7 separate regions of the Mus musculus genome follow, and all the other regions are linked to region 5. The links are chromatin contacts, called in public ChIA-PET, HiChIP or PLAC-seq and promoter capture Hi-C maps. All regions are on one chromosome and are shown on one strand. The core of a region is the stretch at or near the end of the contact, and the rest is flanking DNA. Distances in the headings are between cores, read along the strand shown.

What was found. Promoter capture Hi-C pulls out the DNA fragments that hold promoters and counts their contacts. ChIA-PET counts read pairs in DNA pulled down with a chosen protein or histone mark. HiChIP or PLAC-seq counts read pairs in DNA pulled down with a chosen protein or histone mark. Capture Hi-C pulls out chosen DNA fragments and counts their contacts.
Region 1: a contact with region 5 is called in a promoter capture Hi-C map of hematopoietic stem and progenitor cells, with 2.5 times the contacts expected there. The contact joins the enhancer-like site here to the promoter of Gorasp2 in region 5. A contact is called at or near these places in 4 of 39 promoter capture datasets (hematopoietic stem and progenitor cells, hippocampal neurons, neutrophils and 1 more), 3 of 115 datasets of contacts at active chromatin or transcription factors (bone marrow-derived macrophages, embryonic stem cells and large pre-B cells) and 2 of 9 other capture datasets (embryonic stem cells and liver).
Region 2: an H3K27ac HiChIP or PLAC-seq map of extraembryonic endoderm stem cells shows a contact between it and region 5, with 7 times the contacts expected there. The contact joins the promoter of Hat1 here to the promoter of Gorasp2 in region 5. A contact is called at or near these places in 7 of 39 promoter capture datasets (the C10 cell line, erythroid cells, hematopoietic stem and progenitor cells and 4 more), 1 of 484 Hi-C or Micro-C datasets (embryonic stem cells) and 7 of 115 datasets of contacts at active chromatin or transcription factors (differentiating embryonic stem cells, embryonic stem cells, epiblast stem cells and 3 more).
Region 3: a contact with region 5 is called in an HNF4G HiChIP or PLAC-seq map of pancreatic cancer cells. The contact joins the promoter of Mettl5 here to the promoter of Gorasp2 in region 5. A contact is called at or near these places in 4 of 39 promoter capture datasets (embryonic stem cells, frontonasal cranial neural crest, liver and 1 more), 1 of 484 Hi-C or Micro-C datasets (B cells), 9 of 115 datasets of contacts at active chromatin or transcription factors (astrocytes, bone marrow-derived macrophages, cardiomyocytes and 6 more) and 1 of 9 other capture datasets (pancreatic islet).
Region 4: a promoter capture Hi-C map of liver shows a contact between it and region 5. The contact joins the promoter of Slc25a12 here to the promoter of Gorasp2 in region 5. A contact is called at or near these places in 3 of 39 promoter capture datasets (hematopoietic stem and progenitor cells, hippocampal neurons and pre-B cells), 1 of 484 Hi-C or Micro-C datasets (B cells), 4 of 115 datasets of contacts at active chromatin or transcription factors (large pre-B cells, memory CD8 T cells, pro-B cells and 1 more) and 2 of 9 other capture datasets (embryonic stem cells and liver).
Region 6: a contact with region 5 is called in an RNA polymerase II ChIA-PET map of memory CD8 T cells, with 12 read pairs. The contact joins the promoter of Ssb here to the promoter of Gorasp2 in region 5. A contact is called at or near these places in 2 of 39 promoter capture datasets (liver and pre-B cells), 1 of 15 datasets of contacts at CTCF or cohesin (pro-B cells), 1 of 484 Hi-C or Micro-C datasets (muscle stem cells), 5 of 115 datasets of contacts at active chromatin or transcription factors (the 230-238 cell line, astrocytes, large pre-B cells and 2 more) and 2 of 9 other capture datasets (adipose tissue and pancreatic islet).
Region 7: a contact with region 5 is called in a promoter capture Hi-C map of embryonic stem cells, with 5 times the contacts expected there. The contact joins the enhancer-like site here to the promoter of Gorasp2 in region 5. A contact is called at or near these places in 4 of 39 promoter capture datasets (the C10 cell line, embryonic stem cells, liver and 1 more) and 2 of 115 datasets of contacts at active chromatin or transcription factors (acute myeloid leukemia and embryonic stem cells).

Annotation. Positions count from the first base shown.
Region 1 is chr2:71,336,529-71,340,276 of GRCm38.p6, forward strand. All of the region lies in intron 3 of Slc25a12 (solute carrier family 25 (mitochondrial carrier, Aralar), member 12), which reads right to left. Among named protein-coding and RNA genes, the nearest start is that of Slc25a12, 29 kb to the right of the region's middle. Within about 2 kb of position 1,758, at least 87 of the 459 cell types and tissues checked have an H3K27ac peak or open chromatin away from gene starts, as enhancers often do. A contact at or near this core is called in bone marrow-derived macrophages, hematopoietic stem and progenitor cells, neutrophils and 1 more, where this site is marked.
Region 2 is chr2:71,387,288-71,391,374 of GRCm38.p6, forward strand. Hat1 (histone aminotransferase 1) reads left to right here and starts at 1,973. Exons shown (of 11, transcript NM_026115.4): 1 at 1,973-2,017; 2 at 2,616-2,711. The coding sequence starts at 2,011.
Region 3 is chr2:69,883,745-69,887,520 of GRCm38.p6, forward strand. Mettl5 (methyltransferase like 5) reads right to left here and starts at 1,871. Exons shown (of 7, transcript NM_029280.4): 1 at 1,505-1,871. The coding sequence starts at 1,613.
Region 4 is chr2:71,365,779-71,369,575 of GRCm38.p6, forward strand. Slc25a12 (solute carrier family 25 (mitochondrial carrier, Aralar), member 12) reads right to left here and starts at 1,977. Exons shown (of 18, transcript NM_172436.4): 1 at 1,735-1,977; 2 at 749-802. The coding sequence starts at 1,746.
Region 5 is chr2:70,659,720-70,663,254 of GRCm38.p6, forward strand. It overlaps Gorasp2 (golgi reassembly stacking protein 2), which reads left to right and starts at 1,790. Exons shown (of 10, transcript NM_027352.4): 1 at 1,790-2,041. The coding sequence starts at 1,979.
Region 6 is chr2:69,859,496-69,863,046 of GRCm38.p6, forward strand. It overlaps Ssb (Sjogren syndrome antigen B), which reads left to right and starts at 2,067. Exons shown (of 12, transcript NM_001110145.1): 1 at 2,067-2,217.
Region 7 is chr2:69,910,654-69,914,399 of GRCm38.p6, forward strand. All of the region lies in intron 1 of Ubr3 (ubiquitin protein ligase E3 component n-recognin 3), which reads left to right. Among named protein-coding and RNA genes, the nearest start is that of Ubr3, 15 kb to the left of the region's middle. Within about 2 kb of position 2,323, at least 11 of the 459 cell types and tissues checked have an H3K27ac peak or open chromatin away from gene starts, as enhancers often do. A contact at or near this core is called in embryonic stem cells, where this site is marked.

The DNA of each region.
Region 1 (3,748 bases), core at 508-3,007, 680 kb after region 5:
CAAGGACTGATGGCCCTGGACAAGTGTCTTAGCCTCTGAGCTTCCTTATATGTAAAACATTTAACATTTTAAGTCTCAAGCTTGTTTTGAGAAATCTGTGATAAAAAAAATATACAGAAAAGCAACCAGCACAATGCACGGCACAAACAGACACTATTTGTGGTTTAGCTGTGACTGTCACCACTGATATAAACCTTTTAAGGCACCATCAGATACAGGTCTACAGAGAGGGATAGCACCCAGGGCTCGGGGGTGGACCGTTAAGTTAGATACCTGGGATTTGGGACCCATACACCTCACATTGCTGCCAATCTTCTTGTGTCCTTCCCCGAAAACCATGGTGTCATTACCACAGATCTCACTGACAGACCTAGGAGCTTGGAGTCAACAGAACACACTAGCCTTCAATGTACCACGGCTTTTGTGGCCGATAACATTCCTAGATTTCCATCAGCAGGAGAAAGTCAGGCTTGGGACAGCTCACCAGGTCCCTGAACTTTGCTGGATATGACCCCCATTCCTGGCTAAGGTCCATCTGACTCGCCTATTATTTCTTGTTTGTTTTCTTTTAAATTATTTTTTACTTGGCTCTTTCTGCTATTCTCAATGTTTTGATTGTGAGCCTCGCCTTTAATCCCTGAACCGTCTCCCTAGCTCTCTCTGCTGCTCTTAATGGATGATCATCCAAGTGAAAGCATGACAAACTATCCCTTAAAGGAACACTGTTATGAATATTGACAAATCCATCTTTCCCCTCAAACTGAAAATACAGAAAGATATTAGTCGAAAAAGTTCCTGCTGGTAGTAGTGGCACATGTCAGTAGGATTTGCTGAAGGAGGCAGAGGCAGGAGGATCACAAGTTCGAGGCCAGCCTGGGCTACACATTTTTTGCTGGACGATGGTGGCGCACGCCTTTAAGCCCAGAGCTTGGGAGGCAGAGGCAGGTGGATATCTGAGTTTGAGACCAGCCTGGTCTACAGAGTGAGTTCCAGGACAGAAAAAAAAAAGAAAAAGAAAAAGTCCCACAGTAGTTAACATTTATACTGGATAATACATATCAGACGATTAAGGAAAGATTACTTTCTTAGAAAAAAATACCATATTAAAAATTTAAAATAAGGCCAGGTGTGCTGGTGCACACACATTTAATCCAAGCCCGCGGGAGACAGAAGCCGGTGGACCTCTGAGAGGTTGAGGCCTGTACCACATAGTGACTTCCAGGACAGCCAGGGCCATAGCGATGATCCCTGTTCCCAAAAGAAAAGATGAAACTTAAAGAGCTATCTGGGCGTGGGGGAGCACTTCTGTAACCTCAAAACTAGGGAGAGAGAAGCAGAGGGGTTGGAGTTCAAAGTTATAAAGGAGCTCAAGGCCACCCTGGACTGCAGTTTCAAAAAGCCAAACAAAGCCAATTTAAAGTCATATATTTACGTTCACCAGCATAAATGACCTTCAAAGATATATCTCCTAGCATGTTCCCACCCGTTCTTAACAGCTATGACTGGCAACAGCCTCCTGACCAATGTTCTGGATCCTTCCCGCCTTCCTCCATCATTCTTTAAACTGTAGCCAGGGGGCTTCTTAAAACTCTCCCCAAAACAAAAGCCTTTGCAATTTGATTCACTTACCAGATAACTCATGCTTAAGGTGCACAATCCAATGGCAGTTTTGGCACATGGGTGTCTCACCATGCTCTCTGACAGAACACTCTCTTCGCCTAAAAGAGGAACTCTAAAACCTGCACAGTCATCCCGTTTTCTCCGTTCCCTGACTTTCTGTTCCCCTTCTACTCTCCAGTCGGTGAAGGCCACTTCCCTTTAAGTCTCTAAACAGTTACCTGCCATGGACGAAACTTTCTGTATTCTCCTATCTGGCTGCAATCACACACACGCCTCCCCTACCATCTCCATGCCCATCCACACGCAGGTACCAACCGACACCCACTTCCTACTTCCTCAGTGCTCTGCTGAATGGCTGAACTGAACGGTCTCTCCAGCCCCAGAAAATGTAGTCACCATTAAACAAATGTTAGGAGCATAACAACAGATGGAGTTGCAAGATACCAGGACCAACCACTCATTCCTCAAAAGCAAGCAGCTGGGTGAGGTGTAGCTAAGCACATGGGAGACCGTGAACTCCATATCCAGCTCCAAGGAGAGAGAGATGAAGAGGGGGAGAGAGAGAGAATCAGTATGTGGGGTGAACCGAATGAAACAAAGGCTGGCCACGAATGGTGTTGTTTGGACTGACATGAAACCAAGGATGCAGAGGCAGAGGGTACCCGAAGCACCTGCTAGCTACATATTTTAAAAATGCCTAAAATTTATAATGAAGAGAGGCTAACATTATTTCTGCTGACTATAAAAATAACTCTAACCGTTAAAACCAATAGGTGAGCTGATTTTAATGACAAACTTGTAATAATTTCTTTTTTTTTAAGTCTCCAGAATTCAGCAGCAAAAACACAAGTAACCTTGAAATATAGAATAAGTCACTTTGAAACATATTTTATGCTCAGTAACAAAACTTTCTCTTTTTTATGAGAGATAATCAAAGATGAGCTTCCCTAGTTAGCAAAGCTGCTATCTAGGAATCTGACTATGGCCCACTGATATGTTTTCTGTGGCAAAGAATTAATTTCTAGGAATTCTGACTGCCTAATATACTTGGTGACAACATTATGAAATCCTAGGATTTCATAAAAATATTGGTTTTTTTTTTCCCTTGACAAATTGTGAGCTTGGGCAGCAGGCAGTTTCTGGTCCCAAGTGACACTTGGTAGCTCTTAGTTGCCAAGCAAAAACTGCCTCCAAAAAGACAGCTGTAGATCTTGTCTGTCTCCACCTCAGGACACTGGGGACTCACAGAGCTTTGCTTTATGCAGCGAGCAGCCCCTGTTAGAATGCAGACCCCATGGAACCCACTAAGTTGGTGCATTTTGCCAATCAGCATACCACCCACCACACTACTGCGTGGCTAGAGTATCAGAGCCAGTAGGGCAGAGCTACAGCCATCCCCTTTCCTATGAATCCATCAGCAGGAGAAGAGCTCGTGGGGTCCCCGAGCTTTGCCAGACATGCACCCATCCCTGGCCAAGGTCTACCTGACCAACCTATTTTTTTAAATTATTTTTATGGGGTGCAGGGGAGCACATCAAACTCCTGATCCTCCTGCTTCCACCTCTTAGGTGCTGGGAAATTTTATCTGAAACTTTGAAGTAACACATTTTGTAACTGTGTAGTAAATGTTTCCACTATGTCCTGTATCAGAATGGAAACTAACATAATGCCTAAATGTTTGTTACTTTAGTAATTTTCTACAAAATTTTGTAAAATAGCCAAATGTTCTACCAAAATGAATAGGTCTTTGACATCCACGGTACATAAGAAAGAAAGAAAGAAAGAAAGAAAGAAAGAAAGAAAGAAAGAAAGAAAGAAAGAAAGAAAGAAAGGACGGACTCATGAAGAGTCAGAGAATAAAGACCGGGTCTTCCCAGTATAGCAGATAGAACTTCCAGAGAACTCTGACTAAACTAAATATAGACACCACCATCCTGGAAGTTACAGTTTCAAAGAAGCAACTGTCTAAATATTTTAGATCAGATTGCATGATAATAGCCTCTGTGATCTGCATTTAATGCATAAAGTCATTTTGCTTTTCATAACGAAACTAGAACTCCAAAGTTTAAGCCACAATCTCATAAATAACACTTGGCTGATGTCTGACTTTTAGACAAGCCATCAGGCT
Region 2 (4,087 bases), core at 723-3,222, 730 kb after region 5:
ATTAATTCTAGACTATTTCACCACGTGTGATGGTTAGTTTTAACTGTCACCATGGCATAGAACAAAATACACACATATAAATGTTTATATACACACATACATGCATATATGTATTACATACTACATACATATATACACATATATACTATATAACACATACATATATGACCCACACAAACCTATATTAGTGTGAGCATGTTTGCTGGGGATTGCCTTGATCATCTTAATTGATGGGAGAAGACTCACTTTAAGTGTGAGCAGCACCTTCTGGTAATGGCCCAGGTAAAAGGCAGAAAGAAAGCTTTGCTAACTTGCCTCCTTAACCTTCATTCTCACTGGAGAGTTCATTGACCTTTTTGGTGTGTAAGGGTCCATGATTTGCTGAAGGATGTCACCCTGGACTCCAATAGTATGTAACCACAAAGAGTGTTGAATTCTGCAGAAGTCTAGCAAGCTGGGTCTCCCATGACCCAGGTAGAGAGACACCCAAGTGAGCTCAGAGGCCTGATTTAAAGCACATTAGGGAGTTCTGGGGTAGGTGACCTCTATGATAATCTGTTGGGTCCATCTCTACTGACATTCCATTGCCGGGGTAGAGAGGCTGTAAACTTGTTGGGGGAGGCCTGGAAACTGCTGCTGACCCATTGTCCTTGCCTCGGGCCAGACAGGTGGCCAGACAGGTGGCGGGCCGGCTTCGGAGGCCTGGACTTGCCTGGACTTGCCCAGGTCTTGGTAAGAGATTTAGGCCTAACCTCCTTAACTGCCAATTTGAAGCCTGTCATGGAGTCAGCCTAGCCTTCTCAAGCGCTGGTATTAGAACCTTGCTAGGCAGAGACCCAACAGTTCTCCAGGAGTCCCTCAGGTCTTCACAGGCAGATTGGGCTGAGGCTCCTAGCTTTGAGGACTGACCACCAGGTTTTCAGCATTTGCTGTGAGACAACCACTGTCTGGCCTCTCCAAGTGTACCACATAAGCCAAGGTGGTAAGTCATCTTTTAATATATGTTCATTCCATTGGTTCCTTCTTTTCTAGAGAGACCCGATATACCAAAGATCAACTTTCCATACGGCATGCATCATTTTAAAGCGTATCAGCAAATGTGTTGACACCAGGGAGTCTGGTATTTGAATACCATCGTAGAGGTAAATAGCAAATTATCCTCTGGGAGAAAAAAAAAAATCCAAAAGCAACTAAATAATAAGGCCCATGATTAAAAATGGGTAGTATCCTATGATTAGTTCAAGCCACTAGGACCTCATACAAGTCCAACTAAATCAAGCCACTTGAGGTAGTGTTAGTAACCACTTTTAGTGAGCTAAATGGTTGTCCAGAAAACTTAAGAGCAAAAGCAGGTATATTTCTAAATTTTACTTTTAATAGTTGTGCACGCTAGCATGTAATCAGAGCACAGCTTTCGGGAGTCTTCCATTTTGGGTCCCTGAGTTCTTTAATATGGCACTATTTTTCAATTTGGGAGCACAAAGAAAGTCTATAATGGGTTAGTGGCAGAGCCTTATGTCTACCATAAGTATGACTCTGAATTGGTCACCCAGCTCCAAAATACGAATAAAATTCAGAGGAACCTTTTAAAATGGGTTATGGCAAAGTTGAATCAAAAAGTTTAAAAACTTCGAAATGAAACCCCCACAGAAAAACTTGCGTTCGGGCCAAAAGATGGGAAGGACAATCGCCTTAAGCTGTTTGAGAATTCACATTAATTTCTAAGCAAGTCTCTAGTGGCCAGCAAGCCGCACAGGCTGGGACGCCGAAGACATGGGGTGAGGGCATCCTCACGTGCGGTGGCTAGGCAACCGCGGGCGCCTTCTCACGGTGCTAGCCCCGCCTCCTGAGGCACTTCCGCCGCCGCGCGCCTGGACCTTCTCCCTCTCATTGGTTCGTGGCTCGCCGAGGATGGGCGGGGGAAACGCGTAAGTCCTTGCGGTCACTTCCGGCCCGGGAGCGCGCGGGTTGATTTGTCCTTCCTCAGCTGCGGGCGCTCGGAGCTCGGAAATGGCGGGTAAGTTCCCGGGAAAAGTTTAGCAAGGGGAGGAGGCGGGTGCTTCTGGGGAAGAACGTTGAGGCGGCCGTGACAGTGGCCGCCTGGAACTTTCGGGCTCTAGCAGAGGTTCCAGAAGGCCTCTCCCTTCCGCGAGGCACTGAGGGTCGGGGACTGGCTCCCGGTGGGCCGCGCTCGGCGCCACCGCCCCCGGTGCTGACGCTCGGCGCCTCCCGTGGGCCTCCCGGGCCTTGAGCTCAGGCAAGGCGCTCAGTTTGGTCTGGTGGAGCGCGGTCTGCCTCGGAGCCTTTCACCCCCTCGTTCCCCTTTGCTCACTGTCGCCCTAATGTAACCCATTAGGTCCAGTTCCCGCCAGCTGATCCTCTCCAGGGCCCTGCCCACCTCCCTCCCAGCCAACTTCTGAGCGAGCGCGGTGCTGCTGCCCTGCCCTGGTTCAGGGCACACTCAGGGTCTCATAACCCTTCAGGATTCCTGAGATCATTGTTTTTTTAGATGTCCTTTGAGAAAGTCGTTTTTACACTGCCCAACTTGTCACTTAGAATGGAACTTCTGTGCTGTGTGTAGTAGAATCCTCTTGCTGTGCTTTATTCGTTTCTAGCCTTGGAGAAATTTCTGGTGGAGTATAAGAGTGCCGTGGAGAAGAAACTAGCAGAGTACAAGTGTAACACCAACACAGCAATCGAGCTGAAACTAGGTGCGTATTTCCTTTCAGAGGAGTTCTGTGTGTGCAGCCCTGTATTTAACAGAGCCTTTAAAATAGGAAACACAGCTTGAGGTTAAGACGATTACGTAACAGGTACTTTCTGCGTTGACTGGACATGGAGATTTTAGGCAGTTCTCTAAGTTCATGCGGTAGAAGGGGTAGGGGAAAGATAGTGATAAGAAAGTGAAAGATAGTGTGGCAGAAAGTATATGTGATCTCATCTTAAAAATTGCAAATACACCAGGCAGTGGTGCCGCATGCCTTTAATCCCAGCACTTGGGAGGCAGAGGCAGGCGGATTTCTGAGTTCGAGGCCAGCCTTGGTCTACAGAGTGAGTTCTAGGACAGCCAGAGCTATACAGAGAAACCCTGTCTCGGGGGAAAAAATTGCAAATGGGGGATGGAGAGATGGCTCAGCTGTTAAGATCATTGACTGTTTTTCCAGAGGTCCTGAGTTCAAATCCCAGCAACCACATGGTGGCTTACAACCATCTGTAATGAGATCTGATGCTCTCTTCTGGTGCTCGTACTTACATATAATCATTCAATCAATCAATCTTCAGGCCCCAGGGAGCAGGACTGGTAAGAGCACTGACTGTTCTTCCGGAGGTCTTGAGTTCAAATCCTAGAAACTACATGGTGACTCACAAACATCTATGATGAGATCGGATGCCCTCTTCTGGTGTGTCTGAAGACAGCTACAGTGTACTTAGATATAATAAATAAATCTTTTTAAAAAAAATTGCAAATATGATAATAACAGCTGTTGGTTAGGATGTGGAAATTCATGGGTTGCTGGTATTATATCTAAAATGATATAACAACTTTGGTTTGGAAAAAAAATTTAAATGTATTTTATGTTCATAAGTGCTTTCTCTATCTTCATGAATACCAGAAGAGGACATCAGATTCCCACCATGTGTTTGCTGGGAATTGAACTCAGGACCTCTGGAAGAGACCAGTGCTCTTTTTTTTTTTTTTTTAAAGATTTATTTATTTATTATATGTAAGTACACTGTAGCTGTCTTCAGACACTCCAGAAGAGGGCGTCAGATCTTGTTACAGATGGTTGTGAGTCACCATGTGGTTGCTGGGATTTGAACTCCGGACCTTCGGAAGAGCAGTCGGGTGCTCTTATCAACTGAGCCATCTCACCAGCCCTAGTTTAAAAAAAAAAACAAACATAAATTAGCTACGTGAGCCAGCCCTTTTATTAGGTGTCTGTTCAAGGGAAGTGAAGATGTTCATTTATACATGAATACTTAAAAGTGAGTTATTTACAATAGCCAAAAAGTGTAAACAACTCATAAAGCAGTTGGTAAACAGATAAAGTATGCCATAGTTATTCAGTGGAATATTGTCTGACAA
Region 3 (3,776 bases), core at 621-3,120, 780 kb before region 5:
GCACATTAGAAACTAGGTATGAAAGAACTGATTATGTATGTATGTATTTGTTTGCTTGTTTATTTTGAGACAGTGTCTGGTTATATAACCCTAGTTGGCCTGGCTATATGGTCCAGGCTGGTCTTGAATTCACAATGATCTACCTGCCTCTGCCTCCCAAGTGCAGGAATTAAAGGAATGTTCCAGCATACCTGGCCTCTACTTTTAATCTTTTAAAAATTAGGTTTTGGGGCCGGAGAGATGGCTCAGTGGTTAAGAGCACTGACTGCTCTTAAGGTCCTGAGTTCAATTCCCAGAAACCACATGGTGGCTCACAACCATCCATAACGAGATCTGGCGCCCTCTTCTGGAGTGTCTGAAGACAGCTACAGCATACTTACATACAATAAATAAATAAATCTTTAAAAGAAAATTAGGTTTCATTACAAACCTTACAACCAGAAGCTGTAAAAAGTCACAATGAGAAAACCAGGGACTTGTGTGGTAGTAGCTGGCTCAGTGTGTACTGTACTTACCCAGAAAGCATTAGAACCTGAGCTCATATACCCAGCAGCCATGTAAAAGGTCAGGTGTTCATGATTATAAACCCAGTGCTAGGAACACAGGACAGAAGGATCTCTGAGGCTTGCTGGTCAGCCAGTTTAGGTGAATGGGTAAGCTCTAAATACAGTAAGACCCTGGCTCAAACGTATGGAGAGCAACTGAGAAAAACACCCTATGTTGACCTCTACCCTCCATACACACAAGACACACGAACATACACACGCTAAATACATAGCAGACTAGTCTTAATCTGAACACAGTTCATTGCAAATCTGATTGGTGATATGACACTATTTTAGAATGAAAACCCATGGAGATTACATTGGCAGCTTACACACAGCCATTTTGGAACTGAAAGAGATTCCCTCTTGCAGGTACTCCCAACCAAAAGAACTTTACCAAGTCTTCCCTGCTACTCTGCTAAGGGTGTTACATATGAATGGATTCTGCTCTATTCTCTCCTACATTCTCAGTATCAATCTCTGGCACCAAGCAAGAGGTCATTTGTGAAGAAACGCTTCCTCAACTGTCCACAACCTGAAACTCGATTTCTAGTATTTGTCTCTAGGGCAGAAATACGTAACACGGGAAATACATGTCCTTGACTTCAGTACGAAGTTATCTGTATTAAGCAAATGTTTAATGAGCTCCTAACTAGTACATGACTCTCTAGACACCGAAAAGACTAACAAATTCCTTGCTCCTGAGAATTTACAGTGTGTTGAGAGAAACAAACAAACAAACAAACAAACAAGCTGTCTGATAATGCTAATGGACACTCAGAAAAAACAGTAAAATGAGTGGTTGGGTTCGGAGTGTCTACGCTGCAGTGTCAGAAAACTACTTTGTCTAAAGGTATGGTATGTCTCCAGAACTTCCTTATATCCAAATCGCTACTTATTTTCATCATGAACTGGACAGGATCAAGCCCCAAGAGGGCACGATGAACCAGCCGCCCTACCTGCAATGTGCGGCCTGGTGGGATACTGTTCTAGAAGTAACTTGGGCTTTTCGAATCCATCCACTTCTTGCAGGCGACTCTCTAGTTCCTTAAGCTTTAACTTCTTCATCGTTTTCTCTGTATTTTAAAGTTTGGGCTCCTGGGGCTTCACAGCACGGGAGCTGCAGGGAAGTCTACCTAACCCGAAACTCCCCAGCGGTGCAGGGTGGGGGTGGGGTGGAGGGTCGGGGACAGACTATTTAGGACTCAGCGAGGGGATCCCACGAGCCTCGCGGGGATCGCCGCCCGTGGAACCCAGACGCTCCAGGAAAGCACTCGTATGCCTCTAGCTGGTCCTCGCGGTCCCTCCCCGCAGTGCCGGAAGTACCGACACGCATGCACGCCCTCTGCCGGGCGCCGAGCTGCAACCTCTGCCGGGCTCCCTGGTTCCGACGAGGACCAGAGTGGTTTTTTTGGTCCGCGTGGGCGCCATCGGAAGAAGCGGTCTTCATCGGCGATCACAAACCAGCCTCCACCAAGCCCGGGAACGCCAGCTTTGTCTTGAGTATCTATAGACCTGCAAGGGATGGGGAGAGAGTTGAAGGCAATATGGGACACCAGGCCCGTGTCCACCCACGCCTCAGAAAGTAGCGGTCTACACCCACCTCTGCGTCCTTCTCCAGTCGAATGCTCGGCTTTAATCTTCCCGTCCTCGTTTTCTGAGGCTTCGAGTTTCTTAGCACTTACGGATGTCAGTGAAGCAAGAAGAAACGTCAAAAGAGATTTGAAAAGAAAGAATATTGCCGGCATGGGTAGTGTACATTTTAGTTCCTCATTCAGGAGGATCTCTGTGAGTTTGAGGATGGCCTGGTTTACAAAGTGAGTTCCAGACCAGCCAGGGCTACACAATGAACAGAGAATATGGTTGTGGTGTCAAACGTAGGAAACACTATGAAACTTGTTATTCTGAAAACAGAAGTTGTGGATTGTGGGGAAAAAATGGAAGTAGGCACATAGCAGCAAATTTTAAAAATAATTATAATTATGAAAAGAAGACTTAAGGTGACCAATGCCTAGTAAGCTCGAATGACTTTATTATTGCCATTAATAGTCGTATTTTATTTGAGCCCAGGGCTTTGTGCATGCCTGGCAAGCGACTACTGAACTGCATTCCTAATACCATTGCCACCATCACCATCATCAAGATATAAAGAGACAAGAGCATGTCTAATAATAAAATGTAGAGAATAGAAAGTGTTTAAAACACAGGAGTGGAGGTGATGGTGACTTAACACTTATAAGATATGCTGAAGAGACAATGACAGGTGAATCTCTGTGAGTTCCAAAGCCAGTCTAGTTCATGTAGAGAGTTCTAGACCAGTCAAGACTACATAGACCCTATCTCCCTGTCTTAAAAAAAAAAAAAAAAAAAAAAAAGCAGGCAAGATACAAGATACCCTGAAACCCACAAAGGAGAGAACTGATTCCTGAAGTTTATCTTCCAACCTTCCCCACACAGAAAATAATAAATCAAATAAAAATTTAAAATAAGAAAAAAGTATGTTCTTTTAAAACAAAGAAAAGGTCTTGGCCAGGCCATTAAGATCACGCTGTTCTTCCAGAGGACCTGTCTTCAGTCCATAAGGATGGCTAACAACCATCTCTAACTGCAGTTGTAGGGGATCTGATGTCCTCCTCTGGCCTCTGAAGGCACTGCATGCGTGCGGTGCACAAGCATACATGCAGGCAAACCACAGATACACATTTTAAAAATTCTTAAAGACAAAGAAAATATTGGATGCATTTACAATCTTGTTTGTTTGTTTGTTTGCGTGTTTATATTGAGACAAGGCTTTGCTACAAGTCCATAGCTAGGATGGCCCCAAACTCACAGAGAACTGCCTGCCTCTGCGTCAGTGCTGGGATTAAAGGTATCTACCACCATTCAGGGCACAGCTCCCCAATCTTGAGGGGTCAGGATCCAGTACTTAAATACAAGATTGCCCTCAATAGGATGATTTCTCTTTTTATTATTTTTAAAGGAGTAGAGAGCTGATGAAGTTGAGAATGTATCTAAGATTATTTTCTATGAAAAGTACATTTCACAGTTACCAGAATGAAATGAGTTACTATATATAAAATCTTTAGCACATTGAGCTAGTACATTAAGCTCTTTTTCTTGTACCAAATGTCTTGCTAATATTAGTTGGTGATGTGTTATCTGTTGGTAAGAAAGGATGGATGGATGAAACTAGTTAGGTCCCTCTCCTCTTTCCCTCTCCCTCTCCCTCTC
Region 4 (3,797 bases), core at 727-3,226, 710 kb after region 5:
GTCTTCTAGAACAGTGCTCTTAACTGCAGAGCCATCTCTCCCCACCCCTTTTTAAAAAATAATTTATTATTATAAGGAGCAGATGTGTGAGCACTGGTGCATATGCACAGATATATGAAAGTCAGAGGACAACTTTATATAGTTAGTTCTCTCCTTCGATATTTATATGGGTTCTGGGTAAAGCACCTTTATCCACTGAGTCATCTTACCAGCCTCCTTACAAAAGAATCTAAAGCAAACATGTTGTACCAACCCCTACCCCCATCCCCATCTATGGTTGCAATAAGTGGGAGGAGAAAGCGCAACTACAATAGTCATAAATTATCTGTGCAACAAATGTCATAGACATTTATGAGAAGGAAAATTTTATAAGTCATCCTAAGTCATGCAAACAAAAAGAGCAACTCCAGGAAAACCTCATATCAATCCCCAATAGAAAGAAAAATTTTCCAATCCGTTCTTACTAAGAGTACAAACGGCCGGGTATAGAGCCAATCGCAGCCCTCAGGAGGCAGAGGCAGGTAGATCCTCCGAGTTCCAGGACAGCCTGGTCTACAAAGCAAGTTCCAGGACAGCCAGAGCTACACAAGGAAAATCTGTCTCAAAAAAAAACCAAAACAAACCAAGTACAAAGGACATCCTCCACTCATGTTTGTGAGAAGAGCATTTCTCAAAGTTAGAGAGCTTAAAGAGGAATAACGATCATGTTCTTCCCATTCTTTCCCTGATGTAAAATTCTTTCACTTACCTGGAGGAATATGTTTCTCAGCTCATGAGGATCACCTCGTTTGGTTGTATGCACCTGAGGGGGGGGGGGGAATGACTGGTTAATGCTTAGCTAGAAACCACATAATCTCTTTAGATTATAGTTTACATCTGCTAACAACTCATTTATCTTTCATAAGGTCATTTAGTCTAAAAACAAACCCAAAGCTTAATTGCTGATAACACCTGTCAAACCGGAGATCTACGGCTAAGGGGTGGGAGAAAAGGGTGTGAATAGTGCAAGATAGAGCAAATTACAGACGGCACTTCCTGTGAACTGGAAAGGGAAACCAATGTAATCGTTTACTTTATTCCACAACTACTAGCAATACAGTAGCAACCACCAAGCTACAAATCCTGAGAGCCTCAAGAGAGGAGCAACAGGAGATGTAAAACAGCCAAATTAATAGCCGGGCCTAGCAGCCTTTCTTGTGGAAAGCAGAAACAGTACATCGTCATCTTGGCGACCCTTTCTCCATCTGACCTAAACCTTGAGAGCTGCCACAATACGGATACTTTCGACATCTGACAACCTGCCAGGCAAATGTCAACCAGTGCCCTGGGCTGTATTGTGGCCCCAAATGACAACACCCACCCCCTCCCCCACCGCGGATGCCCTGGGTATCCCCGGTTCTCCTGCCCGCTGACTCTCAGTCCCTCTCTGATGCTCTCCAACTCTGTGCTCGCAATCCCATGTACCTAGGACAAAACACTACTCTTTTCCTCCTCCCGACCATGGTCCTCAGGAGCCCCTCCAACTCACGATCCCTCCTCCTTCCCCTCCCCCAGCCGGGCATCCTCTTCGCTCCGGTCCAAGCCCAGCACAGCTCTCCACCCGCAATCTAGAGCCCCGGGACGCACTGGCTAAGAACCAGGCAAAGAAAGCAACGGAAAGAGGCGGGGGGCTGCACTCGGGGCCCTTGGAACGTCTCTTATGCAATAAAAGCAGCAGCAGAGAGTTGGAGTCACCTTGACCGCCATGCTGTGCTCGGAAGCCGGGAACGAGCGAGTGAGCGAGCTGGGCCGAGCTGTCAGGGCGCGCGCGCGCCACGGCCCGGGGCCGCGCCCGCGCTCCCTCCTGTCGCAGCGCCGCGCCCGTCTATATGCAAATGAGCTAGAGCGCGTCGGTGGTGCGCACCGAGTGGCCTTGGTTGATCCATCAGCGGGCCGGCGGGGCAGTCGCACCTCTTGCGGGGGACACCAGAGCTCCGGTCGCCGGATTCCAACGCGCAGTGTGAGCAGAGGCTCCTCTGGGCCAGCCCCAAGTCCCAAGGCCTGGCAGTGGGTGTGGCTTTGGGCACCGGCTTCAGCCAAAGTCGGTTCCCTCTTGGGGCTTAAAGGAACACTTGGGGCCTGTATTGAGCAAGGTTGGAAGCATATGAGAGCTTGTCCCATTAATAATGAGTTTATGACAACCAGTGACAAATATTGATAAGGAAAATGATTAGTTAGGTTTTTTAAAGGGAAAACCTAAGTAAACATAACTTCAGAAATATGCTCCTGAATTAACATTCCTTGGGATATCCCTAATGGTTTATTAATAGATTCGCTTCACTCTCTTAACCACCCAAATTCTTTGTACAATGTATATAGAAAACAACTTTATTTATCTTGGAGCTGGTACTTGCTATGCTGACTTTCTCTTCTACAGGAAACAATTCCTCTGTGAATTCCCAGCCCTGCCTTAAGCTAAATTAATGTCTCTAAAACTGAGGCTTGCCATTAAGATATGTGAGGGCCAGGCAAGTAGCTTAAGTTGCTGGAGTGCCTAACTAACATGCTGGAAGTCCCGGGTTCTATGCCCAGTAGCACATAAACTCTATCTTGGCGAAGTAGTATCCGACTGTAATCCCCAGGCTTGAGAAATGGAGGCAGGATAATCGGAATGTCATCCTCGGCTGCATAAGAGTTAGAGGCCAGCCTGGATGCATAAGACGCGTCTTCAAAGAAAAGAAAAACGAAAGGAATAGAGGAGAAGTAAGAAAGGGGAAGGGAGGGAGGCGGGGGGGGGGGGGTGTGTGGAGGGGGAAGAGGGGTGCGGATCCGAGGTGATAGCTCAGTCTGAGGCTCCTCAGAACTCATTAAAGGTAGAAAGATAATCAACACCTATTTTCCACATTTCATCTAAGCACTAAGGTGAATAAAATTAAAAATTGTTAAAAAAAAAAAAAGAAGGGGAGAAAAGATCCTATTAGTTCTCATATTGATATTCACCCAAATATTTACTAAAATCCTCCATGTGCTAGACATGGTCCTATTTGTAAAGTGTGGATATAAATACACATATATGCATATGAAGTATGTGTATAAGTAGTTATTTATTGCAAAGACCTTCTTTGCCACCATTATCATAGACCATTTTAAGTTATAAAACTAAATAGCAATCCTACATATTGTAGATATCATACCCTTGGCTCAATCATACTTAAATGTTGCAATATTTGATTATCCCTGGGTTATTACAAGAAAATTTGTAACAAGCTGATGATGTCTCCTGTAGTAGTATATTGCCTTTATTCCCACCCACCAGTTATAGGCTTCGTGTGCTCACTTTTCAATATCTTTGAGACCAGGCAAGGGGATAAGTCTTTTTAAAAGAAACATGGTTGACTTGTTTAAAACTGATCATTAGTGCACTCGACATGGGTTTTGTGAGAGGGAAGGAAGTGATGAGATTTCTTGTCATTATAGTATTAAAATTAAATCTACTTAATTCATAAAATCATATACATGCCATGAATACTTGTGTCTATCAATAAATATGTGCTATTTGAAAATATCAGAGCCCAGTAAAAGCCAGACATTTAGCGATTGTGTTTACCCAGGACCTCAACCATATTTGGTTTTTTTTTTTTTTTTTTTTTTTTGGTTATTGTTTAGTTGGTTGCCTTTTGTTTATTTGTTTTGAGACAGGGTTTCTCTGTGTAGCCCTGGCTGTCCTGGAACTTGCTCTGTGGGCCAGGGTACCCTCAAACTCACAGAGACCCACCTTGCCTCTCTATCCAGAGTGTTGGGATTAAGGGGAGCATAAC
Region 5 (3,535 bases), core at 540-3,039:
TTGTTATAAAAAGGCAGGTCCTTGAGCAGTATAGAATACATAAGAACCCAAGATAAATACATAGTTACCACTCAGAAGTCCATAGTATAGCCCCTTCTCTTATCATCCCAGACAGTCCTATGTGGAGGAATGCACTAATGTATACTTTATTTTTAAAAAATCATTTTATATGCCTATAGGCTCAGTCTGTCTTCTAACTAGCTCCCTACCTCAGTAATTATCTTCCTTTTCATTAAAAGAAATAGTCTTCTCCTAAATCTAATATTCTAGCAACCATATTCAAGTTTCTCCAATTGCACCAAAAATGCCATTTACAAGCCAGGCACAGTGGCATATCTCAGCTACTCAGAAGGCTGAGGCAGGAGAGTCACTGGGAATCAGGGATTTAAGACTAGTCAGGAGAACACAGCAAGATCCCAGCTCTCTCTCTCTCTCTCTCTCTCTCTCTCTCTCTCTCTCTCTCTCTGTGTGTGTGTGTGTGTGTGTGTGTGTGTGTGTGTGTGTCTACACTGAGGCTGGAAGAGGGTGCTAGATCCCTTCGAGCTGAAGCTATAAGCATTATAGACAGTCTATTGTCGGTGCTGGGATCTGAATTCCCATTGACATGACTGAGCAGCCAACACTTTTAACCCGTAAGCCTCCTTCCTCTTCAGCCCTAGGAATTTTTTCAGATTGGCCTTCTGTTAGCTTTTTGTCAATGACAAAAAAACGACTTAAAGGAGAAAGAAAGATTTGTTTGGCTTGTAGTTTCAGTCCATAGCTGTTGGCTCCATTATTTTGGCAAAGCTGTTCATCTCGGGGCAGCTGTGAGGCAAAGAGAGAAAGTAAGCGGCAGGGTTCTACTCCCTACTTTAAGGACAGACTCCAACTTCCTTCTACAAGGTCCATCCCTTCAAGGTTCCTCCACCTCCACAGGCTAGGGACTATGAAACCTCTGGGCTTCACTCCAGATCCCAATGCAAGCTCTTCCTGGTATTTCTTAGTTTTGTCTATGGGTATCTCTTTCAGTCCAGTCTTCTTAATTTCATATGATTCTGATTCCATATGGCGAACTGGTCAGCTGTCGGGAAGAAAGGTCCCCGTACTGTATTCCCCTGGCTCTTTAGAGCACCACTCATTTGCTCCTCTACCTATCCTTTAAACTAGACTATCTAACTGGTGGCGTGTTGGGTTAACTATGAAAAACCATTTGGGACTAGAATACTTCAGAACCCTTAATAATAGCTCACACTGCAAAACACCAAAGACAGTCAACACCTGGATGGGACACCATTACTGAAAGTCAAACTATAGCATGGGGAGGAGACGGGGCAGGGAACACTGAGAGGGGTGCAGTGGGGCAACAGGCAAAATTCCAAGGAAATCCAACCCCTGCCCCTCGCTCCTGCGTAGCTCCGTAGTGTTCTATCAGGACGAGAAGAAAAACAACAAAACAGTAACCGCTTTTATTTCAGGGAACACTGCTCTTTATAAACGTGAGCTGAGAATACCTGATATTCCAACCCCAGAAAGGCACTGTGAACTATCCTCAGGTATACAATCTTATTAAACAAGACCTAAAACAAAGCAAGCGCCAGGCGTGCTCGGCATCTGCTCCCTTCCTCTCTGGCCTCTGGTCACCAGGAGGCGCTGCGACCAAATACCCTTCTGCGAAGGTAGAAACGCGCCGAGATAAGTCTTGTCTGCTCCGGGGCCCCGTAGCGAGCCGTCGCGTTCCGGGCTGTCTTTCCGCTTTCTCGCGCTCCCTGCCTCCGCCCGCTGCGCTCTTCCGATCGTTCCCTCCGGCTCCCGTCAGGGGGCGCTGTCTGCGGCGTGGCAGCGGCCGTGGCTGCCGGGCGACGATCTCCCGGCGGGCTGTGCGGCCCGGCTCGGGCTGCTGCAAGTGCCACGTCCCAAGAGCTACGCGGAGTCGCCAAGCGGGCGGTGCGCGAGGCGGAGCAGCGCTGAGCCGGCCGGGTCGTACGGATCGCCCGCCGCCATGGGCTCCTCGCAGAGCGTCGAGATCCCGGGCGGCGGCACCGAGGGCTACCACGTTTTGCGGGTAAGGCCCGGGGGGACGCCGGGGCGGCCAGGCCCGAGTCCGCGGAGCACCCTGGGCGCGGCTGCCGGCGACGTGGCCCGGGACCCACCACCCTGGCTCCTGGCCCTCCGCACGGCCTCGCCGCGCACTGGCCTGAGCTTCAGAGTTAGGAAGAGCAAGGGGCGCCGCCTCCAGAAGGAGCCGGAACCCGTACCTGTGTTCTCGGGGAGGGTGACGGAGCCACAGGCTAAGCGGAGATGTCACGACCGGTGTCGGTTCATCTCGGCTACCCCTGGATGCTTGCAAGGGCCACCTGGACAGGGAAAGGAGCACGAACGGCCTCGGGCTAGATTTGACAGACTTAAATTTAGTTGATTTTTGATAGGACTTTTCCGTTCCGGGTCGCTCCTGACCCTTCCAGATCTCTCCAACATTTCCTGGAGGAGAGGAACTTCCGTTCTTCTTTCTAAGATGAAATAGTCGGGGAGATTGAGGTTTAGGTCCGCGGAGGAGAGTTTCCAAAATAGCCAGGCTTGATGAGGAAACGCAGCGCCAGACACCAGGGGTCAAAGACACATCCGCCTGTGAACGGTCCTTTCCTCGTGGAACCAGGAATGTGGTGACACCTGTGTGAGTGCTAACATGGGCTGTGAACAGAGTGGCCTCAGTCTGCATCGCCATTTAGGGACAATCTTCTCTGAGAGTGTGCTTGCTTACCTTCATTTTCTGCCCTGGGTCGCATGTTCTGAATGAGATAACGTTTTAAAATAGCCCAGATACCTGAACGATAGGACTGTGATTGGTCACCTGGTTGTCGGGATTGTGGTTGTCTCTCCATTCCACTCAAAAGAGACTTTTGAAGCCCTTGTTTTTCCAGGGTGTTTCTTCATATGCCATATTACTTTCCTATTTCCTTCAGCTAACCAAACTCCTAAATCCCACACTAATAGGAAACACAGGAGAAAGAACTGCTTCATCCCGGGTTCGTAGGAAAATTAATGGCGATGCTTTTTCATCTGGTCTGATTCTGAGTTGACTCATGTGAGGTGTATTATCCTGTTACTTGCAGATTCTGAGTGTGGCCATGAACCCTTAGGGAGCTGCAGTATTTTTATTATAATAAACACCCAGGGAAACCTAGTAAGACACATTAGTGTTAATGAGTAGGAAAAAAAAATAGTCTTTAGGGTCTTAGATGGATCTTCATGTCAACAGAACTTCAGTTTAATGAGCTCATTCCTATGGAAGACAGTTGAAGTATGTCGTCTTCATAGGTGTGCTTCGGAGGATTTCTGAGTGCACACATAGTTAGTACAGGTGTGTTATTACTCTCTTCCTTGAGCTTTAGAAATAGTAGGGGCAGCCCCAGTTACCAGTCTGCATCTGGAGCACAAATGTTACAAAATATGAAATCATTGTATAGAGGGTATAAACCAAGGGAGCTTTAGTGATTATGTCATGAAAGCAAATGTTTTTAAGTTTTTAACCCTCTCTCTCCCTGATTTTGCCACTCAT
Region 6 (3,551 bases), core at 817-3,316, 800 kb before region 5:
TGTACATGGGATTTTTTCATTCATGGTGACTGACATGCAACTTTTAATTCTTCCACAATCACTCTCCAAAAAATTATGAAGTTCTCCTTGTTCAATACTGTAGAATCTTCAAATGAATACGCTGAATTCTGATCGTAGAACAATGATGTAGACATACCTGTGAAACTTACCTGGTTACAATAACAGGTAGTATGGGCATGTGTGTAAAACATATATTTTGAAGGTGATAATTCATTTCCTTGAGTTTTGCTAATGGTACCTTTTATTATATTCTCATGAGAATGGTAGAAGGAAATAAGATTTTTTATATTATTTAATATAATTTATACAACATTACATTAATATTTGCAGTATTTGGAGAAAATGGTTATGTGAAACACCTTTTGCTTCTGAGCACCGTGCTTGTGAATTTCACAAACACCAGTAAATGAAAATCAGTTTGTTTTTATCACTATATATTATTTAACTTTTTAATTATTTGGTGGTACACATATAGTCGATTCTAATTTTTCTTTTAATCACATAACTTACTATTATGAACATTTAAGTTATCTAAGTGCTTATTTATTTATTTTATGTGTGTGTCCTGGGAGTATGTATGTGCACTGTAAGCGTGCAGGACCCAACAAAGATGAGAAGAGAGTGTTAGAGTCCCTGGAAATGGATTTATAGTAGGTTGGGAGCATTTACACACATGGTATTTTTCCACTGTCTATCCATGCAGGCAAAACACCCGTACATAAACTTAAATCTTTAAAAAAGGAAAATTTAGCATTTATGTCTCACAGTAAGTAGAAACTTGAAAATTTTTTTATTGAATGTAATTAATCTAAAGTTAAAACTACCTGAGGATAATACTAGTAAATTCTTTTTTCTTTGGCCAAAATGGCATGTATAGTTAACCTATAAATGCATTTCTTCTTCTTCTTCTTCTTCTTCTTCTTCTTCTTCTTCTTCTTCTTCTTCAAATTTTAGAGTTTATCTGTTTGGGAACTTCCAAAATGCTCTGAGATTATGAAGTTATTTTGTGAAAGTAATTTTTATATTCCAGGAACACTGAAGGAAAAAGATGATGTCATAAGGAAATTGCACCTCTAAAACGTTAAAATTGTTATGTAAAAAGTGGCAGTCCTGACTTAAGTGTGAAGTCTCTCAAACTATTCTAAATGTACTTCTTTCCTAGCAAGAGACTTTTTTGTTTTGGTTTGGTTTTTGGTTTTTAGAGACAGGGTTTCTCTGTGCAGTCTTGGCTGTCCTGGAACTCACTTTGTAGACCAGGCTGGCCTCGAACTCAGAAATCCGCCTGCCTCTGCCTCCCAAGTGCTGGGAGCAAGAGACTTTTAAAAAGATTTGTTTGTAATCCCAGCACTAGGGTGGCTGGAGGCAGAAGCATAGTTTGGGATCAGCTTGGGTTACTCATTGAGTCAGACTCCAACATCAAAACAAGCAAAGATAGACAGCAGCAGCAAGAGGGGGAGCAGTAAGAGCCTGGTGATGTAGGTGAAGTCCCAGCACTTTGTACTGAAGCAGGAGTTCGAATCATTGGCCAGTTTGTGCTTCAGAGAGCTAGCCTGTCGGAAACCAAGCAACTGTATGGTTTTTTAATTTTTTTCCAAAACCACAACACCATGCAAGTCAAATACATTGCAAAAGGCCAAGCGTGCTGGCGCACCCCTTTAATAATGCCAGCACTCCCGGAAGAGGTAGGCGAGTGTCTCAGCAGAGGCAGGAGGAGTTTGAGGGTCAGCCTGGTCTACAGAGCAGCGCGAGTTCCTGGATAGCCAGGACTACGCACGGAAACGCTGTCTCAAAAAAAAAAAAAGGAAAAAAGAGACAAAGGGGGAAAAAAAGAAAAACCAAGCGCTACAGAAGAAAGAAGGGAAGGCTCGAACATACTGCCCAGAAACACATTAAAAACAAAGATCTCCACAAAAACACTTCCTGTCAGCCCCTAACATTCTGCTGAGCAATTTAACAATTTCTCGGGCGGGAGGGCGGGACTCCTCCTCCGAGGATTGTGGGAGGCTGCGGTAACGGCGCGTGCGTGGAAAGCAGAGCCGGGCCACTGCGTCCGCGGCCACGCCCACCTGTCCGCAAGGGCTGCCGGGAAAGCCCCCATCTTTAAGCGCGTTTGGCTGGCCCGCCGGCGCTCGGAAGTCCAGGCGCTTCTGTCGTTGTTCTTGAAGCTGTGGTGACCGTGGGATCCGAATCTTTGAGGTGAGCTTCTTGGAAACTGAGGAGAAGGTACGAAGGGCTGTGCTATGCGCAGGCCTCACCTTCCTCTCCGCGCCGCCGCGTGGGCCGCGCGGCCCGTGGCCGTGTGCTGGACCGCGGCCCGAGGGGGCGCGGGCCTCGGCGAGGCCACGGAGCGGGCCCCGGCCAGAGATGCGGGCGCCTGGGGCTTTCCACGTGGCAGGGATCCCGGCGGGCCGGTGTGGGAGGATGCGGCTCTCGCGGGGCCTTTAGGCAGAGGCTCGCCGCATCCTCACGGCGTCCTTTCGGTTTGTTCCTTGCACCCCTTTCCTGACTGGCCAGAGGCGGATGTTTCGGACCATTTAAGTCTTTAGGGTGGTCGGTGCGGGTTAAACGCGACAGGGTTCTGTGGGGACTGACTGGAGGCCGAAGAAGTGGGGGCCGCTATTGGGTTCCCAGCGTCGCTATCTTTTTTTTTTTTTTTTTTTCCTTCAAAGAACTGCCATTGCCATTCTGTCTTCAGTGTGAAACAGTCCCTAAATTGGGTAGGCCGCAGAAGTCTTGCAGGGGCTAACTAGGTCGTTATTGACCTGTGTCTCTGTAGTAATGAGAAGTGAGATTGTTGGTAGTGGGAGACAAACCAGCGCCTGTAACAGTAAATTCTGAAGTGGGACGTGTACTTCGTAGATTTCCCATTACAGGACCAGTGTATCGCCAGCAGTCTCCAGCATTTTGAGCAATGTCTCAAGAAATATACCAACAGTAACTCATAACTATATTCAGCTGCTGCAGATAAACTCTTCAAGAGCTGGTATACTTCCGTACAATATGGTAGGGTGGTTTAGTAAGGCGCTGAAAGCCAGTAAGACAGAAGATCCGGTTTGTGATTTCTAGCAAACCAGTATCACAGTCCCTCTTTATTCTAGGATTGTTGTCAGACCGTGAAACAGGAAAGTGGCTATAGAGTTAACCAGTGTAGTAGTGTTTTAGGCACATCCTTACCTTCCAGCGTCCCTAGTTTAAAATTTTTTGTATCTGTGCTCACAAGGTCCCATTTTTCTTGTATTCTCCTATATAGTGTCTAACACCGTAACTTTCATATCTGAACTCTATTTTCATTTTTACCAGTAATAAGTTTTGGTAAGTCAGCTGTGACTAATTTGAAAAGAAACGCAAATAATTGGCATTGAGGGCTATAGGAATATACTGCTGGCAGACTATAATACTGATATTTTTAAAGCTAGAAATGATTCAGGGGTAGTTAAGTGGACATTTTCTGCTTTTTTGTTTTTATCGCTGAACTTTGCTTTACCAACTACATGAAGAGTTTGGTTACAAAGTAGGATTTACTGGGAGGA
Region 7 (3,746 bases), core at 1,073-3,572, 750 kb before region 5:
CTCTTTAAGAAAAACAATGATTGAATTCTGTACTATAGCCGTAGGTTTTTTGAATTTAAAATTTACTTTCCTTTTCTAAACAAGTAAAATTGTTAAGAAACATGTGATTACTTATTAAGATCTTGTTCAAATCTAAGAAAAATGAACGAATGAATATAAATAATATGTTCTTGGTTTTACTATGACATTTTTAAAAAAAGATTTTATTTATTATTATATATGAGTACACTGTAGCTGTCTTCAGACACACCAGAAGAGGGCATCAGATCTCATTGCAAATGGTTGTGAGCCACTATGTGGTTTCTGGGATTTGAACTCAGGACCTTTGGAAGAGCAGTCAGTGCTCTTAACCGCTGAGCCATCTCTCTAGCCCAGACATTTTCTTTATCATATACTAGTCTAAATGTAACAATCACTTAATCATTTAAATTTCATGCTGAAAGTTGAGAGGAAGGAGTTAATTAGGAATGTTTGAGAAATTGACGCCGTTAGGAACTGCAGTAATGAGCCCCAGGGCAGGAAGCAGGGTTGCCAAGGTTTGTGGGGGAAGTTAGGTAGGTGGCACCTGATTTGTGTGGACTTTCCTCTTTTGTCTAGCAATGACTTATCTATTATCAATTAGGGTTTGCTCTAAGCTATAAACAATATTTTGATCAGAGTTTCAAGCTCTGCAATTTCCTATTATATACAGACATCCCCATTCCTTTTTTGAAATTTCCAAACATTTATGTAGCGAGTATAGTGTATAGGAAGGATGAAAGGAAAAAAAAAAGCCATTGTCAGGAATTGTAGTGATGATAGAGAGATGGGTCGGTGGTTAAGAGCACTGACTGTTCTTCCAGAGGTTTTGAGTTCAATTCCCAACAACCACGTGGTAGTTCACAACCATCTGTAATGAGATCCAATGCCCTCTTCTGGTGTCTCTGAAGAGAGACACAGTGTACTAACATACATAAAATAAATAAATAAATCATAAAAATAAAAAGAATTGTAGTTATAAGATTCTGTGAATAAACGCTGATAAATATTTTGTGAACAGTAGGAAAAGCTGTAAGAGAGGATCTCTATTTCTGAAACTATTATTATATTGTCATAATTTTATTTTTAATAACTACTCAGTTGCTCATTCTCTAATTTACTGTAAAGTGAAAGAGAGTTAAATTTCTACAAACGGAGACTGTAACACTGCAAATTGTATTACTCCTTTTTTTCTTATTGAGAAAATAGGAGATGGTGGATTGCCTGTGTTAAAGGTGTATATGCATTTAGATATATGTGTCTATATGGATTTCTTCCTTCCTTACTTTGGTGCTGGGAATCTAACCAGAGTCCTATATAAACCGAGCATGTTTTCTGAGCTATACCTCAAATTTGCAGGAATAGTGAGTTGGGATTTTAATGTAAGTTATAAATTCCTGGGTTAGTAAATCTTGTGTTTTTTTGTTGTCACCCACTTTATTTTATTTATTTATTTTTAAGATTTATTTATTATATGTAAGTACACTGTAGCTGTCTTCAGACACACCAGAAGAGGGCATCAGATCTCTTTACGGATGGTTGTGAGCTACCACGTGGTTGCTGGGATTTGAACTCAGGACCTTCAGAAGAGCAGTCGGTGCTCTTAACCGCTGAGCCATTTCTCCAGCCTATCACCTACTTTATATACAAAGGAGAGAATTTGTAAAATGCCTGTGTGCAGTATATAAGTTTCTGGGGGCATATATGGTGGTGTGCACCTGTAATACCAGCAATGGGAGGTGGCGGTAGAAAGATTAGGAGTTCAAAGGCATCCTCAGCTACTTTAGGAACTTTTGAAGCTGTTCTAGGTCATGAGATCTTGCCTAGAAATCCCCATGACAAGACCCCTTCCAAAGGAAATAGAACAAACCCCTGCAGTGTGGGTATTCATGGATCACTGTCCTCCTTAGAAAATACCACAAAATATCTTACACCTTAATTCTAATTTAAAATTAACTCAAGCTAATGAAGTTATAAAACCTGAAAGTAAGTAAAAATTTTAGAACGTTTGAAGAACTTAGGAGAGGATGGAGAGAGGGCTCGGGTTCGGGGTGCTTGCTGCTTCTCCAGAAGGCCTATGTTGGTTCCTAGTGCATACATCTTATGGCTCTGGTCTAACCTCCTGTTACTCCAACTGCAGAGGCCCTGAAACCAGGCCTCCTCAGCCCCAACTCCCCAATGTGGGCTACGAATACACATAAATAAAAAATGACACCTTTTAACAAACACTCTGTAGGAGGTTAAAGGGTTATAGATGAAGATTAGAAAGGTTAGAGAAGAGCCTTTGTAACTAAGCTCTGGAGTAAGCCAAGTGAACTGAGTCAAAGGTTAGGACACAGCTAAAACACACAGGAAGATTTAGGTAGCCCTTTGGCTAGTATCAATTGTAAACATGTTTTTTTTTCCCCCTTCTGTTTTACCATTGACAAGTGAATGTGTGGGGTAATTTCTTCCTAATACGGATTTTCCTGATCAGTTTTTATGTTCTTTTCTTTTTTTTTTCCCTCCCCTCCCCTCCCCTCCCCTCCCCTCCCCTCCCCTCCCCTCCCCTCCCCTCCCCTCCCCTCCCGTTTCCTTTCTTCTCTCTCTCCTCCAGCCCTCTCCCCCCTTTTGTTTTGAGACTCATTGTGTTTCCCAGGCTGGCCTGGAACTTGGCTATGTGAACCAGGCTCCCCTCAAAATTCAGAGACCTGCTTTGGCCTCTGTGAGCACCTGTACTCTTGTAAAAACCCCCGCCTCCCACTCTCAATACTACAAATCTTATAAATTGTTTAACCATATTGAGTTGTGTTTATTATATACTAAACCCATAGATTTTACATACCCGCATCCTGGACTCCGTTGTAGTCTGTTGATGTTATTAAATTACCATATATTGTGTTTATGGATTAGCTTATTCTCATTAATCATTTCTTCTAAGAGTTGCTATCATTTTATGCATAGCTCTTCCACTTGATAGAATGAATTTTGATTGATTCCAGTGAAATTAAATTTAAAGAATTAAAATTTTTGTGTTTTAAGAAATAAAATAATTTTTCCTCTTAAAAGTGCACTTTTGCTGTATTCAGATTTTTAATGATTTTTAGCTAAGATGGCTTTTGTACTCTTCCTATTAAGTTTATTTTTAGACATTTTAATGTATTTAATTAGTAATTTTTTATTTGGTAGCAAAGTAACTTATGTGACTTTTGGATTGTGAATATTGCAATGTCTTTGTTGTTCAGATGTACCAGTTATTTTTAAAAGTAATATGTAGTGAAGATTAGCAAGAATATATATACTTAAATATATAAACTTTATAAAATAAGTTTCAATTATTTATATCATTGATTAGTTTATTGAGGTAGGAATGGAAAATATAAATGCTTTAGATTACTATCAAGTTGTACTTACAGGTTTATAAAGGACAGAAATAATAAAATAACACTTGAAAGTAATATATTGCAGTCAAACATGTCAATCCTATGGTGATTTTCTTTTAGTGTTCTGTTTGGGACATGGCTAGTATGGCCTTTTCTTAGGAAAAGTCTCTCTGAGTACCATTTTTAATTTAAAGGCCTACTAAAGTTATATTTTTTAACTTCGTGCTTTAAAATCATAAAGAAGGATTATATTGGTTTTGGTATTTGCTTGTATTTTCCGTTTTAGTATTGTAAATGGAAGCAATACACTCTTGCCTGATTAGACATTGTTGTTTTTCCTTCCCCTTTTCTTAGTTTTCTTTTTTA